2 separate regions of the Cricetulus griseus genome follow, and region 2 is linked to region 1. Evidence: chromatin contacts called from public Micro-C data. All regions are on one chromosome and are shown on one strand. The core of a region is the stretch at or near the end of the contact, and the rest is flanking DNA. Distances in the headings are between cores, read along the strand shown.

Region 1 (3,444 bases), core at 384-2,883:
TATTCACACATAAGTGGATACTAGATGTAAAACAAAGGACAACCAGACCACAATCTTCTTCTCCAGAGAAGCTAGGTTTACAAGGAGGACCTAAGAGGGACACATGAATCACCCTGGGAAGGAGAAATAGATGAGATGTCCTGGGTAAACTGGGGGGTGGGTGGGTGGCAAAGGGGAGGGGATGGGGGATGAGAACATGAGGGAACAGGATGGTGGAGTTGGGGGAGGGGTGGAGTAGAAGAGCAATGAAAGAGATGTCTGGATAGAGGGAGCCATTTTGGGGTTAGGGAGAACCTGGGTGCTAGGGAAATTCCCAGGAATCCACAAGGATGACCCCAGCTAAGACTCCTAAGAATAGTGGAGAGGGTGCCTGAACTGGCCTTCCCCTGCAATCAGATTGGTGACTACCCTGTCATCATAGAACTTTCATCCAGTAACTGATGGAAGCAGATGGGGAGATTTACATCCAAGCACCAGGCCACGCTCCAGGAGCCAAGTTGAAGAGAGGGAGCAAGGAGGGTCAAGAGCACGATGGGGAAACCCACAGAGACAGATGACCCAAACTATGAGAGTTTATGGACTTTAGATTGACAGCTGGGGAGCCAGCATGGGACCAAACCAGGCCCTTTGCTGGTGACAGTTGTGTAGCCAGGACTGTTTGTGGGACCCCTGGCAGTGGGACCAGGATCTATCCCTGGTGCATGAACTGGCTTTTTGGAGCCCATTCCATATGGTGGGATGCCTTGCACTGCCTCGATGTGGGGTGGGGATATGCCAGGGGGGAAGGTTGGGAGGAGGTGGGTGGGAGCAGGAGGAGGGGAGGGCAGGGTAATTGTGGTTGGTATAGAAAATGAATAAAAAATTTTAAATTAAAAAAGATCCGTTATACCATATAGAACCATGTCATTTTCCCTGTTTCTAACTTTTATGTGTGTGCAGTATTTTATTTTTATTTCTGTAAGACAGGGTCTCACCAGATATGTCACCCAGACCAGACTAGTTTCAAATTTAAAATTCTCCCGCCTCAGCCTCCCAAGTACCGGGATTGTAAATGTGTTATGCCTCCACATCTGCCGCCTTTCAAATCTTTGTACCTGTAAGTTGTTCCTCCTGGGGCTCCTCTTCCCTTTTCTTCTCCCCTCATCTTCTATCTCTACCTTCTTGGTTTTTCTGAAACAAAGTCTAGCTACATAGCCTAGGTCGGCCTTGAATAATCTCTTAATCCTTTTGCCCCTGCCTCTGGAGTGCTCGGGGACAGGCAGGACTCCATCTTTCTTTTCCCTCCAGTCCCTGGGGTGCAGTGCATAAGCACTCTACCATAGAGTTAGGTGCCTTGTTTGGCAGGTTCCATCAAGTATTATGAAGTCAAGGGGATTATGAGTTTAAGACCAGCCTGGACTACAAAGTGAGATCCTGTCAAACAAACAAACAGTCACCACCACCATAAAACAGAAGGCCTCATTGCATGGCTAGAAATGTTTTATCACTAAGGGCAGAAAGACATATTTGGTGACTTTTCTCCTTTCTCAGTGGAAGTGCTTAATGCCAGCCACAGCTGTCTCTGAGTTCTGCCAGTCAGAATGCGCCATCAGCTTTCCGTCAGACTTCCTCTGTGCTTAGGCGGGTAAGTTGGGCTTACCTCACTGTAACCCCAGCAGTCCTGCTGATACAGCTATGGGGGAAGTGATGGGGAAACGATGCAGGAGTAGCTCTGCCTCCTCCCAGAAATGCTTCAATGTCTTTGCCTGCAAAGCAATAAAATGTCCTGCCTTGCATGCCTCACAGTTCTTAGTTCTGGAATAATGTGTGTAAGGGAGTTCTATAAAATGTATTTTGGTATGCCATTGATAATGACATAATTCTGTTGATCTCCAACTTCAGTATCCAAGGAACCCAGCTCATTTCTTCTTTGTTACTTCTACTTTATGATTTAGGCCGTCTTTTCTCACCTAGAGCTGCATACATTGACTGAGTACTGAAGCCACTTATACCACCCCTGTCACAAATATATATTCAATGGATTTTTAACTCCAGTTCTTACTATGCATGTGATGTTGGGGAAAAATAGCTCTGTCCCTCATGTTTTTTTTTTTTTGACTGTATGGTGATATGGAGAATTAAATGCTTCTCTCTCTCTCTCTCTCTCTCTCTCTCTCTCTCTCTCTCTGTGTGTGTGTGTGTGTGTGTGTGTGTGTGTGTGTGTAATGTGACTGGCATGCTAGAACTGACTTGTGCAAGTGTAGAACCCACATTTTTATGCCAAAGTTATTGTTTAGAGTCACTGAATTCTGTAGCCTGTAAGTAGTTTTCCAGGGCTCTACCTAACCTCAAGGACATATTCTAAAACACTGCTTTTAAAGTCCTTGTCCCAAACCCTCTCACTTGTCCTAACCCTTTGTTTGCTCCTCAATGCTGAGGACCCTCTACTACTACAGATTAATTATCTTAACATTCAAGGTTCCTGAGGTACTTGAAAAACTTACCTAATATGACTTATTGCTCAGTGTATCTATACCTCAACTATGTCTGGATAATGAGAAAAATTGGCATATGTAAAAACAGAAAGGGCTTTTGATATGTTTTGTTGGGAGGGTATTTCTGGGGAGAAATAATGGGAGGGAAGTTGGTACATGGGAGGAGAACACAGGTAGGGTGTATGGGAAGCACAGGTGGGGTATATGGGAAGGACAGGTGGGGTGTAAGGGAAGCACAGGGGGGGTGTAAGGGAAGCACAGGTGGGGTGTAAGGGAAGGACAGGTGGGGTGTATGGGAAGCACAGGTGGGGTGTCTGGGAAGGACAGGTGGGGTGTCTGGGAAGGACAGGTGGGGTGTCTGGGAAGGACAGGTGGGGTGTCTGGGAAGGACAGGTGGGGTGTATGGGAAGGACAGGTGGTGGGGTGTCTGGGAAGGACAGGTGGGGTGTAAGGGAAGGACAGGTGGGGTGTATGGGAAGCACAGGTGGGGTGTCTGAGAAGGACAGGTGGGGTGTCTGGGAAGGACAGGTGGGGTGTAAGGGAAGGACAGGTGGGGTGTCTGAGAAGGACAGGTGGGGTGTCTGGGAAGGACAGGTGGTGTGTAAGGGAAGGACAGGTAGGGTGTATGGGAAGGACAGGTAGGGTGTATGGGAAGGACAGGTGGGGTGTATGGGATGGACAGGTGGGGTGTAAGGGATGGACAGGTGGGGTGTAAGGGAAGGACAGGTGGGGTGTATGGGAAGCAGCGAGTGGTCCTTGGGGTTGGCTGTTGGGTATGTGAAAGGTGTAAGTAAGGTGAAGATGAACACAGGGATGTCTTCTTTATCTGAGCTTAAATGACCTTGAGCACATGCCTGTGATGTTGAATGCTTAGTCTTGGGTAATAATCTGGTTTGAATAGAAGTGTTCCTTATAGGCTCACGTATTGTACTTACAGTCCACAGCTGATGGTGCTGTCTTGGGAAGTTAT
Region 2 (3,389 bases), core at 841-3,340, 74 kb before region 1:
TAAGAAAATGTAGTAGTCTGCTACATTCAGGGAGTGGCAGGGTCTCTATTACATCCATCAGTGTCTGGCTCCATCTTTCATGCCATGTCTATCTTGGGATTTATAAGGATTCTGTACTTGAAGAAGACTGTTTGCATATAAAGTTCTGTGTGAAAGTCAGTGGTTTTATATAAACACGCAGCAAACTTCATTACATTGCTGGTCTGATAGCAAAAATGAAAGGCCTGGGATGGATAGCTTCACTGTCATGTGATTTGTTAGACAAAACCACCCCAGTGTATATCCCCTGCCGTGGGATTTCCTACCTGCCTAGGAGCATCCTAGACTAGTATTCAACTCATGTAGGTTTGGGCAACTCTTAGGATAAAGCCAAAATGTCTTTATTCCTGGACATTACATGTTATACCTCTGCAGATATTTATCCTTATACTAAAGATGTGTGATGTCCCCATGAGAAAGCTGCATTGTGTTCACTGCAAACTGGAGGACATGCAGTTCTCAGAGGTTCTGATTTTCATGTATAACTAGATGTTCACAAACTTAGGAATTATGTGTCTGTCTTTTACATTAAGAGTTGTTGGCTGTTGTATTATAGTTAATTGATTCTGGAGTCTTAACAATGAGTAACTAATGAAAACCAAGCCATTATACTGTTGCAGCTGACATCCTTATAGCGTTTGCTTATGTGACAGAGTCACACCGTGGTCTGGAGAAAACACAGACTAGTGTAGACACCATTTGGAAGAATTGTCAGGCAGAGAAGTAGAATGTATGGATGTAATAATCCCCAAAGCAAAACCTTCCCAACCTGGGAGAGGGCTCAGCAAGAATGTCCTGGCAGTGGGTGGCAGAGATGCCAGAGCAGGGCGTTCCCAGGGCAGAGTGGGTGGCGGATCGGATGGAAGCATCAAGAGCTGTTTACCCCAGAGCAGTGCAGGGTCAGGGTTTGGCTTCCTTCATGCCAGAGTGAGGCATGGGGAGGCTCGACCAGACCCTCAGCTTAGTTTTTAAGTCCTCCTCACCTCAGCAGCCCTTTACCTGCCAATTGTGCTGGCTCATCTCTGGGGCAAAGCTGACTCAGTCACAGGAAGGAACTTCCACAAAGATGTGTAAAAGTCTTTGCAGTAATGAATGCTTGAGGGGCTGGGGATGCCGCTTAGGTGGTAGAGCGCTTGCCTAGCATACAGGAAGTCCTGAGTTTGATAGCCAGAACTACATAAAAGCAGCCTGGTGGTATATACTTGTATATACTTGGACGGTAGAGGCCGGAGGATCAAGAGTTCAAGGTCATCCTTGCCTGTATACAGAGTTCCAGGCCAGCCTAGGTTATATGATAACCTGTATTTTTTTTTTTTTAAAAGCAACAAAGAGCTGGCAGGTGTCATTACTATCCTTTAAATGTGCTTGTATTTATGATTTATTAACAGCATTCAGGCTTTAAAGTCACCAAACACTGGCACATAAACGAGTCTTTTCTCATGTGAGTCTTCTTTACTGTCTAGGTGTCCTAATAGCATGTTATTTAGTTTTTGCAACAAGAATGACTGCTGACCAAGCAATTATATTTGTGCGGGCAAAACGCCCCAATTCCATACAGACCAGAGGGCAACTGCTCTGTGTACGGGAATTCACTCAGTTTCTGGCTCCACTCCGTAATATTTTCTCTTGCTGCGATCCCAAAGCACATGCTGTTACCTTAGCCCAGTACCTGATTCGCCAGCGTCATCTGCTTCATGGTTATGAGGCACGACTTCTGAAATACGTGCCAAAGATCATCCACCTAGTTTGCAAGCTGCTGCTTGACTTGGCTGAGAACAGGCCAGTAGTAGTGAAGAGCCAGCTAGAAGGACCTGGCCTCTCTGCTGAAATCGAGAAGACTGTGTCTGAGATGGTCACAATGCAACTGGATCAAGAGTTACTGAGGCAGAACAGTGATGCACCTGACCCGTTTGACCCCACTGCAGTGGTGGCCGAGTTTGAGAATCAGGATGTGAGTCTTTCTAATGAGCAAGACTTTGACCCCCTCTGGAAGAGGAGGGATGCAGAGAGTCTTCAGCCCCTGACGCATCTGAAAAGACAGCTCAGCTACAGTGACTCAGACTTAAAGAGGGCCAAAGCTATCCTGGAGCAAGGGGAGACACCCTGGACAGTGCCTGCCCAGGATTTGCTGGGCCACAGCCTCCAGCACCAGGCGCAAATCAGCAACTGTTTCATACCACCGACTTCAGAGCTAGGTTTAAATAAGGAAGCACTGGTTCACAGTACATTTTCCTTCTGGACTCAGTCAAAGTGCCGAGGCTTAGAAGGACTCAAGGACAATGGGTCACCACTCTTCTGTAGGAAGGACATTCCAAAGGAAGTACAGCGGAGCAGGACCTTCTCTGTGGGTATTTCTTGTCCACACAATCCTGGAGAACCAGTGACACCCAACTTTGCAGGTGTTCATATGGAACCAGAGCAAGTCACCCACAGTCATTGTGAAGCTCCTAGTGGTTGGGTTCCAGGCTCTGTTCAGGAGGATGGGAGGACTCCCTGCAGCCCTCTAAACTGTGGCTCCAGTCCTAAGTCACAGTGCCCACATGTTCAGGAAAGCCAAGGCAGCTCATCCCTGTTGGAAGCAATGCCAGATGATGGTTTTCAGTCTGAACTGAGTGCTGAAGCCAGGAGGATATTGGCAGCCAAAGCCCTTGCAAATTTAAAGGAGTTTGTGGAAAAGGAGGAAGTGAAAAGGAAAGTGGAAATGTGGCAGGTATTTGTATTTCAATTAATTAATTATATATGTACTTAAATATTTATAGAGTATATATACATACATATACACATATATGTAAATGTATATATTCTACACATATACACACACAGAAATGTTTTTGTCAGAACAAAAACACGTAACAAATTTTCCCAAACTTCTCAATTACAGAAATGAGAAGATGGAACTTGAGGTTTCCCAGTATGATGTGAACCTGATGTAGAAATGACCCAGGGCGTTTGTTTAGTTCCAGTTAAATTTCTGTGTTCAAGAATCCACCTGGCATGATGCTTGTTCCATACACGATGTTAATGTTGGTAGCTTTCTTCTAGGGGCAGCCAGGTCTACAGATGGTGATGTTAGGAACTGGCCTGCAGGGTTTTCTGATCGAGGACCATAGTTTGGAAACCACTGGTCCTAGTGACAAAAATAAAGCAATTTACTTCCCAAAGCTTATTGGTACAGGTGGTGAGTCAGGCCTGCCTTCTTGGCCTGCTCTCTCACAGACTTGCTGGCCTCGTTCCAACAGGGTCCCTTGAGGCTTAGAGATAGCAAATGGAAATGACCCCTGTGGTGTGTTATATCTGAGAGGAGGACTCAGAAACCCATTTATTTCTTGGCTCTTAGAGTGTACAGTTTT

What was found. Hi-C and Micro-C count contacts between places; a contact is called where the count stands out from the background.
Region 2: a Micro-C map of the CHO-K1 cell line shows a contact between it and region 1, with 3 times the contacts expected there. The contact joins two enhancer-like sites. A contact is called at or near these places in 5 of 8 Hi-C or Micro-C datasets (the CHL-YN cell line, the CHO-K1 cell line, fibroblasts and 1 more).

Annotation. Positions count from the first base shown.
Region 1 is chr3:268,305,735-268,309,178 of CriGri-PICRH-1.0, reverse strand. No RefSeq gene overlaps it. Among named protein-coding and RNA genes, the nearest start is that of Mirlet7d, 11 kb to the left of the region's middle. Within about 2 kb of position 1,633, at least 1 of the 6 cell types and tissues checked has open chromatin away from gene starts, as enhancers often do.
Region 2 is chr3:268,379,987-268,383,375 of CriGri-PICRH-1.0, reverse strand. It overlaps Ptpdc1 (protein tyrosine phosphatase domain-containing protein 1), which reads left to right. Exons shown (of 10, transcript XM_027409982.2): 7 at 1,503-2,749. Among named protein-coding and RNA genes, the nearest start is that of Ptpdc1, 38 kb to the left of the region's middle. Within about 2 kb of position 2,090, at least 1 of the 6 cell types and tissues checked has open chromatin away from gene starts, as enhancers often do.